3 separate regions of the Danio rerio genome follow, and regions 1 and 3 are each linked to region 2. Evidence: chromatin contacts called from public Micro-C data. All regions are on one chromosome and are shown on one strand. The core of a region is the stretch at or near the end of the contact, and the rest is flanking DNA. Distances in the headings are between cores, read along the strand shown.

Evidence for each region. Hi-C and Micro-C count contacts between places; a contact is called where the count stands out from the background.
Region 1: a contact with region 2 is called in a Micro-C map of caudal fin, with 2.2 times the contacts expected there. The contact joins the enhancer-like site here to the promoter of nrp1a in region 2. A contact is called at or near these places in 1 of 18 Hi-C or Micro-C datasets (caudal fin) and 1 of 4 datasets of contacts at active chromatin or transcription factors (embryo).
Region 3: a Micro-C map of caudal fin shows a contact between it and region 2, with 2.1 times the contacts expected there. The contact joins the enhancer-like site here to the promoter of nrp1a in region 2. A contact is called at or near these places in 2 of 18 Hi-C or Micro-C datasets (caudal fin and an unstated tissue) and 1 of 4 datasets of contacts at active chromatin or transcription factors (caudal fin).

What each region holds. Positions count from the first base shown.
Region 1 is chr24:1,650,639-1,653,338 of GRCz12tu, reverse strand. It overlaps a transcript of nrp1a not described here. Among named protein-coding and RNA genes, the nearest start is that of nrp1a, 260 kb to the right of the region's middle. Within about 2 kb of position 1,253, at least 2 of the 62 cell types and tissues checked have an H3K27ac peak or open chromatin away from gene starts, as enhancers often do. A contact at or near this core is called in caudal fin, where this site is marked.
Region 2 is chr24:1,386,261-1,388,960 of GRCz12tu, reverse strand. It overlaps nrp1a (neuropilin 1a), which reads left to right and starts at 1,421. Exons shown (of 17, transcript NM_001040326.1): 1 at 1,421-1,869. The coding sequence starts at 1,803.
Region 3 is chr24:1,732,686-1,735,385 of GRCz12tu, reverse strand. The region is part of intron 22 of pard3aa (par-3 family cell polarity regulator alpha, a); the gene reads left to right. Among named protein-coding and RNA genes, the nearest start is that of nrp1a, 350 kb to the right of the region's middle. Within about 2 kb of position 1,350, at least 2 of the 62 cell types and tissues checked have an H3K27ac peak or open chromatin away from gene starts, as enhancers often do. A contact at or near this core is called in caudal fin, where this site is marked.

The sequences.
Region 1 (2,700 bases), core at 4-2,503, 260 kb before region 2:
AATCCTATATTATACATGTTGTAATAGGTCATTCATATTCATATATTCAATATTTAATTCATAATCCCCTTGTGCAAAAAAAAAAAATAATAATAATGTCACTTTACCTAAAATTTATTAATTATTATTTTTTTTGTAGATAACTGACCAACAAAAAATAATTAAAATAAAAATACAATTTATACCAAATTAAAATTTGTTATAAAAAAAAATTTCCAGCAAAATTAGGCTATATTAAGTGGTCAAAACTTGTTTCAATGTTTCCTGTTCTGTTGCTTTTTTAGGCTTTTAATTTATTTTTTATTTTATTTTATTTTTTACAGTCTTATTAGGTAAGAATCCAAAGTAATTCAAAGTTCAGGTGTAATTTTGTCCTATTCTTCCTGCAAACAAGTCTTAAGATGGGCACCAGTATGGGGTCGCATTTTAAAATGCGCCACACATTTTCTATTGGAGACATGTCAGGACTGCAGGCAGGCCAGTTAAGTACCTGTATCCTCTTCCTTTGCAGAAGGACTTTGTAATGTGTGCAGAATGTGGTTTTGTTGAAATGTGCATTGAATAGAAGGCAGCATATTGTGCTCCAAAATCTTCATGTACTTTCCAGCATTAAAAGTGCATCACTGAAGTGCAGGTTACCTTTGCCAAGGGTACTGACACAACCCAATACCACGACAGACCCTGGCTTTTGGACTTGTTGCTGGTAACAGTCTGGATGATACTTTTCTTTTTTGGTCTGCGTTCGTTTCTCCCAAAAACACCTCAAGTACTGATTCATCTGATCACAGTACATGTTTTCACTGTGTGATGGTCCATCCCATATCCCTTTGAGCTCTGAGAAGTTGACATCTTATAATTTTATACAGTAATAATATACATTTTAACATGTATATTCTTTATAATAATTCATAATACAATAATACATTAAAGCACTGTGTGGCACAAAGATAGCAGAAGATAAGGGGAAAAATGCCCGTTTTGCATTTTTACTCTAAAAAGCTGTAGTCTTACAGATCCCTCTCCACTATTTATGATCATGTCCATGCCTAAATTAACCATTTTAATCAGCTGCCAAGTACTTTTTCATTACAAGTCATTTCCAGAAAGCAGGCGGAACTCATTGTCTCACCTCTATAGCAGGAAATAAATAAAAGAGCTGGCATAGCGAGTGGCAATAATCAGCCAATGAGAATCTCAGAAGGCATCATTTATTTAGAGTGTTTACTGCCGGAGGCCCAGAGAGAGGTGAAAACGTGTCAGAAAACAAGTGTACTCACATGCCCTCATGCCTACTTACCCTCAGTCTCCAGATCCCCTGCTAACGCCCATAAAACACAGCGGCTTTTCTTTACCTGCGCCTGATCTCTCAATGACTCTTTTATGATTCGAGCTGCCAGCCTGGAGGTCGCGAGATGCGGAAATGTGACTCGGCAGGTTGTGCTCTGAAATATTTAGGATGTTGTTCTGAAGTGTGTTCAGGAGATTCAGCCAAAACACTGCATAGTTCATACTGGCACAGAAGACGTTGGTTGATGATATATGATGCAAGGTCATTTGTGGCTGATTTATTCTTTTTGATGTTAGTTTGCTTGAAGAATTATTGGCGGTGGGGGATCTACTGTACATATTAATGCTTTCCCCCATTCTAATTAAATTTAGATAATTAGGTAAAGTTTATGTCATATACTTTTTATCATTGTAATTATTTAGAATGTTTAAATTGCGGTTTAGATAAGTTAAATATAGATAGATAGATAGATAGATAGATAGATAGATAGATAGATAGATAGATAGATAGATAGATAGATAGATAGATAGATAGATAGATAGATAGATAGATAGATAGATAGATAGATAGATAGATAGATAGATAGATAGATAGATTGAAGCAAACATAGAAGCAAAACTATTCAAAACAATTATGTTGCATATTTGCATTAATGACAAGTAAAAGTATTAATAATAAAATAATAAACTTTTTTTATGTTCTGCCATTAAAAGTAGCATCTTAATGCACTCCACAGACATGAAATGTGCAGCAGCAAAAGATACATAGAAGGATGAATGCAAAAAATGTGCTTAATAAAAATAATAAAAAAATTAATTATTATTGTTATTAATAATAATAATAATAATGATAATAATAATCAAATAAACACTACTCTAAAAAGTAAGTTGCAAGTGTCTACTTTTATGTTTCAAAATGCGCCAAAATTTAATTTCTGAGCCAATTTTTTTTTTGTACTAAACAATTTAAAGTGATTTTGTTAGACTTTTTTAAAAAAAAAGACTTTTAAAAACTTTAAGATATGTCTACATGTACATAAGCCATGTATATTGAGATATTTTGAACTATGAATGTGGCATGCTCAGTATAGTTGATGGTACGACATGAACCATTGAAATGAAGTAGTGAAATGACTAGTTATTACTATAGACTAATATATGCAAGTGTAAGTAACTTATAAAGTATATTAACATTATTTTAACTAAATTGTATAAAGTGATTTTGTAACACTTTAAATTTAATTCAATTACTCAAAAAAGTGCAATTCAACTGAAAACAAAACATTGTGGAAAAAACTGTATTGTTATATATTTTTGTTATTCTTGTTCATATTATTTTATTGTTGGCTAATTTGCATGAGTGTAACTAAATAATGTATAGCACATTTTCAAGTTAATGTTAGATAATAAGAC
Region 2 (2,700 bases), core at 172-2,671:
ATGCATCATGAGTTAACATGCTAACAATGAACAACTTTATTTTTATTAATTATTTTAATGCATTAATTTTAATGATGATTTTTATATTAAGTCTATTAAACTTACATGAGACCTTTTTTAATTCAATGTCTGGCTTGATTTGACCTCATGCAACATTGGATGACAGCAAACCCAGCATTTTAATAGTGTGAGCTATGATTTTAACCCTCTGATTGTTTTATATTAATCTGCATGCTTTGTTTTTTTTTCTGTGGAGAGAGGATAGAGTGAGCTGTAGGCGGCATTTTTGGCCGGGGCAGCCTCGCGGAACAGGGCGTGAGATATGGATCATGGAGTCCGCGGTGATCGCAACTTCTCCCGGATTCCTGCGGAATGAAGCCCGCTGTCCGCCTTTCCTCCGGTGCTTTAATATCCACTGCATGAGCAAGTGCGCGGTCATTACTGCAAAATATTAGGCTGACTCTGTACTGCAGGACCCTGTGTTTGTTTCCTCGCGCTGACTGCTTGGTTTAGCGTAAATGACGGATACAATGAGAGTTGCTGAACGCTGAGTGCTGTTCGGAGACGCTGATGTTTATGGATTTGACTGGAGATAACTGGGCGATCGCGGTCACCGGATCGTACTGCATTACTGCTGGATGTAACGGGGGTGACAGCTTGTAGGCAAGTGCTGATTGTTTGTCTGAGCAGGAAGGACTCGGTTGAAGTGACAGGCTTAGTCCGTTTAGCATGAAGAAATATCGATGCGATCAACTTATGTGGAGTCTCACTGCTGCAGTTTGTATTTGTGCACACACTGCAGTGTTAAACATACAAGATTGCAACAGATTTTAATCTTATATATCTTTAAAATGCAGAATGCCTGTCATATATTCATGTTTCGCTTGATATGCATCATGTTAAAGGAAGTTCGGGAGTAAAACACGCCGTGTTAATGCCAATTGTGGTAACATTGCATGCGTTTGCGTGAACATGCATTGGCAAATAATGTAGATACAATTCAGAAGGTGCACATGCTTCAATCCAGATAGTTGATCTAGTAGTTGTTGCAATCTAGTAGTTGTTGCGTGTATTAAACGTTGATGTTACACCGCAATCCCGACATCAAGAGCACTTCCAGAGCGCGCGAGGGCTGGACGGTGTCTCGCGGAGAGCTCGGGGTCTCTGTGCTCTTTTATACGGGAGGTTGGGCTCCATATAGGTCGGGCTTTTGCATATGTGTAATCAAACCAATGAGAATCCCCTGCGCGTCTGGCACACGGCAGAGCAACAAACTCTAGGAAGAAGAGAAGCGTAATTTAGGGGGTGTATCCCTTGTTTAAGACGCTGTTATGGCAAAGCCAATCGCCAGATGTTTGTGTTCCTCACTCCGATTTTGAGACTAAGCAGAACGCCGGGTTACTATACGCGGAGGCTGAATCTCGTATCCAAGCCGCACTTTTTTAGCCAAAGTCTAGCGATCTCTCTTGTCTTTGCGCACAGGATTACTCGTCTATTTCGCGGAACTGCAACGATTTTTTCCCTTTTCTGTCATTCTTTAACAGGGCGAAGGAAATGGCAAAGGAGAGAGGATCGGGTCTGGGAGAGCGCAGAGGAAACCAGAGCTGAATGGCAGGATGCGAGCGACCTGAAGACGCACAAAACCGCACATTTCTACAGCTCTCAGACCCTTTTGCGCGCTCTTTCGGTTTCCTTCTTTACACGCGAGAGGAATTACCCAAATACGACCATCTGAGGATTGTCTCATCGTTTTTTGCCAAATTTGTGTTATTTTTCCGCACTCCGAACTCCAGGATTCGAGGATGCATTGTGGATTAGTGTTGATCCTCTTTACGGGAATCTTTCTCATCGTCAGTGCTCTCAAAAATGGTGAGTGTCGGCTGAAACTGACGGCTGTCTAATGACTTTTTCTTGGGATTAGATGAGGGGTAAAGCCTGTTAACGAGGGGTTGCGACTTCGGGCTGGTCACCTGCTCTCACCTGCCGCCGCTTTCTGGCTCTGGATGACCAGACAAAACCATTTCACAAATCCGCGCTGAGATCCAGCTCGTATTTATAACACCGTACAACAAAACGCGCGGTGTGATTGTGCCCAAAACATGCGTGTATCTGTAATTAACATAGCTATTATTTACAAAATAGTAAATATTATATTTCATCTCATTCATTTGACTTGCTTTATTACATTATGGTTTCTAAATTACGAAATGAGCCTCTATTGTGCATGCGTTTAGATATTTACAAATATTAGACACTCGTATTTTAATGTGTAGGCGACAGTATAGCCTCTTTTTATATTAATACACATCTGCTACTCAGATGTTAAACATTACAATACGTTTAAATTAGTACTCTTAATAAACATTTATAATATAAAGTGCTACATAAAGTCTTGTTTCTCCAAAGTTTAGGGTTTATGATCGTAATCTTAAGAAAAATATCCACATTAAAGCATTAAATATTCCAGTGAATCGTAATAATGCTTGTGTGACTTTATTTTATGATCTACAATTATACATTTTCATTTAGGTTTGAATGTAAATAGGTGTAATAATGTTATTAACTTGTAAAGTTATGCTATTACTGACTAGGCCATTTGTATTCTTCTTCTTATGTTTCTGTTCCTGTATGTAAATCAGATAAAGTGTGTATCTTAATCACGCCTGTCCAGACTAAAAAATCCTGTGGGATTCTAGCAAC
Region 3 (2,700 bases), core at 101-2,600, 350 kb before region 2:
GGGACGGATACCATAGGCTTTTTTTGGGCTGATACCATAGGATTTTTGATAAGATACTATAGGATGTTGGGGGGTACCATAAGAATATTTTGGGAGGTTATCGTAGGATTTTTTTTTGGCAGGGGTGAATGGATCCTGGTGAAGCCATATTGCTTTTTGTGGTCGCCTTAAATATCTACCTTTGTAAATTATGTACAGTACCCATGGTAAGTGGTTCACTACGTTAAGAGTTTGTTTGTGTTTTTATACATTTTTGTATTGTGAATTAACTCTTTATTGCACAATGAAGTTAATAGGCAAGTGTATTTATACTGTATAAAACCTTTCACTGACAAAAAAATCACAATGTGCTTTATAGTAAAAAAGAAAAACAAGTACAAATCGCGGAGAAATGCTTTATCAGACAATCATATTGTTAAATAAGTTTGTTCAAAAAGATGTGATTACCATGATATCACCTTTTGTATATTTTTACCGTTGTAATATTGTTATTGTTGCACTTTATAAGGTCTTTCTGGAGCTTTCTAAGGTGTTTCTAGGTCATTTATAGGGTGTATTATTTTGTTGCTATGCAGTTGCTAGGGTCTTATGCGAGGTTTTTTAATGTGTTGCTTGGTTTTTAATTTGGGTTTGGGTTTACTTTTTATTGCGCACTTTCTGTGGTCTTCTCGGAATTTTCTAAGCTGTTGCTATGTGGTTAATTTGGGGTTCAGGGTGTTTTAGCATGTCGCTATGCAGTTACTAGGATCATACAAAAGGTTTTCCTAAATTTTGCTAGGGGGTTGTTTGGGTGGTTTTGACATGCTATTGTGCACTTTCTGTGGTCTTCTGGGATTTTTTTTTAAGTGTTGCTAGGTGGTTGCTATATTTCTTAAAGACGATCATATGAATATTAACCCGATAATAAAACAGCATGCTGGTGTATATCATTACTATTCCATGATTATTTTTAGCAACATTTATAAATCTCTACGATAAACACTTAACTAATTAACACACGGACTGGTGACACCATAGTTGCACAGTCTCCCGGCTGTTATTTATAGCTGTGATTATAAATAGCATGCATTACAGCACTCAGAAGTGTCCCTCAAGTGCAACAGAAAATCAGAGTGGCATGAAACCATGATTGATTGCCTTTTAAATATGTAGCTTTGTGGCAAAACTCCCAACTTTGCATTGAACGCCTCTCATTTCTTTATGAAGAAAAATGGGCAGGTACGTCCCAGATAATCCCTCAAAGCCAGCGTGAGTTCTGACAGCACGAGACGCACATTAGGACAGTGATTAAGGTGTGTTCACGGTGCTCGAAATCCCCCCAGGACTGAAAGAAAGGGAGTTTTTTTATGTGCGACAACAAGCTGCCAAGCCAGATCGCTGATAATCGGCCTGTGGCCAGAAACTGTCACAGACCTCCAGCGGTAAATAGACAATTAGACGTGTCTTGTTATGCCTCTCTTGTACATCACACCCTCCATTTTTTTCTCTTGACTTACAAAAGGGCTTTTCCAGATGTTTGTCATAAAGATCATGTTCTTTCCAGAGGCTTGCCGACCTGTCTCAGCCAATAAAACTCAATCTTCTCTGAAGATGCACTGCACAAACTTTTAATCTTGTCAAGAGTTGCAATATTTTTTTTTTTAACCCATAAAACATTGATGTTGTTTTAGGAATATATTACAATACTATGCAAGAACAGATTGTGTAAGATGATTATGATTGTGTTTTTTATTTACTAAAGCTTAAAGTTTGGCATGTTATCTGCACATTTAGCTTAATTACAACCAGAGACATAATTTAAGACCAGCGGTGTATTTTTAAGACTTTATCTTAGCTGTAGTAACTTGTTTAAAGGTGCTGTATGTACGTTTTTGACTCTTCTAATGCATAAAGACACCATAATATCAACAAGAATCAGTCCAAGGCACTCGAATAAAATGAAAAAATTAAAAAGCCTTTATTCACATGGCTAAATGTCTAAAAACCTACGCGTTTCGGCAGAAGTCTGCCTTCATCAGTGTAACAGTGATCAGGTGCGTCTAGAGTCTCTTTTGAGTACTACGGTCACATGACTCATTTAAACATCTCAAATGGCACTCAAATAATTTAACAAGCAAAGTCTACTATTTGCATGTGTGATCCTGATTAAATCTATACAATAATCTTGCTTTAAGCTGAAATGCTTTTGGCTCATTTTAAGACAGAATGTATAATTACGATTCTTAAATGAAGATGATCCTCCTATTTAGTAAATCCAAGACTTTTCCCCACACAAAATATTAAAAGCAAACTGTTTAACAGGCGGCGACACAGTGGTGCAGTGGGTAGCACGTTCGCCTCACAGCAAGAAGGTCGCTGGTTCGATCCTTGGCTCAGTTGGCGTTTCTGTGTGGAGTCTGCATGTTCTCCCTGTGTTCGCGTGGGTTTCCTCCGGGTGCTTCGGTTTCCCCCACAGTCCAAAGACATGCAGTACAGGTGAATTGAGTTGGCTAAATTGTCCGTAGTGTATGAGTGTGTGTGTGAATGTGTGTGTGGATGTTTCCTAGAGATGGGTTGCGGCTGGAAGGGCATCCTATGCAAAAAAAACTTGCTGGATAAGTTGGCGGTTCATTCCGCTGTGGCGACCCCAGATTAATAAAGGGACTAAGCCGACAAGAAAATGAATGAATGAATGAATGTTTAACAAGCTACTTTTAAGAT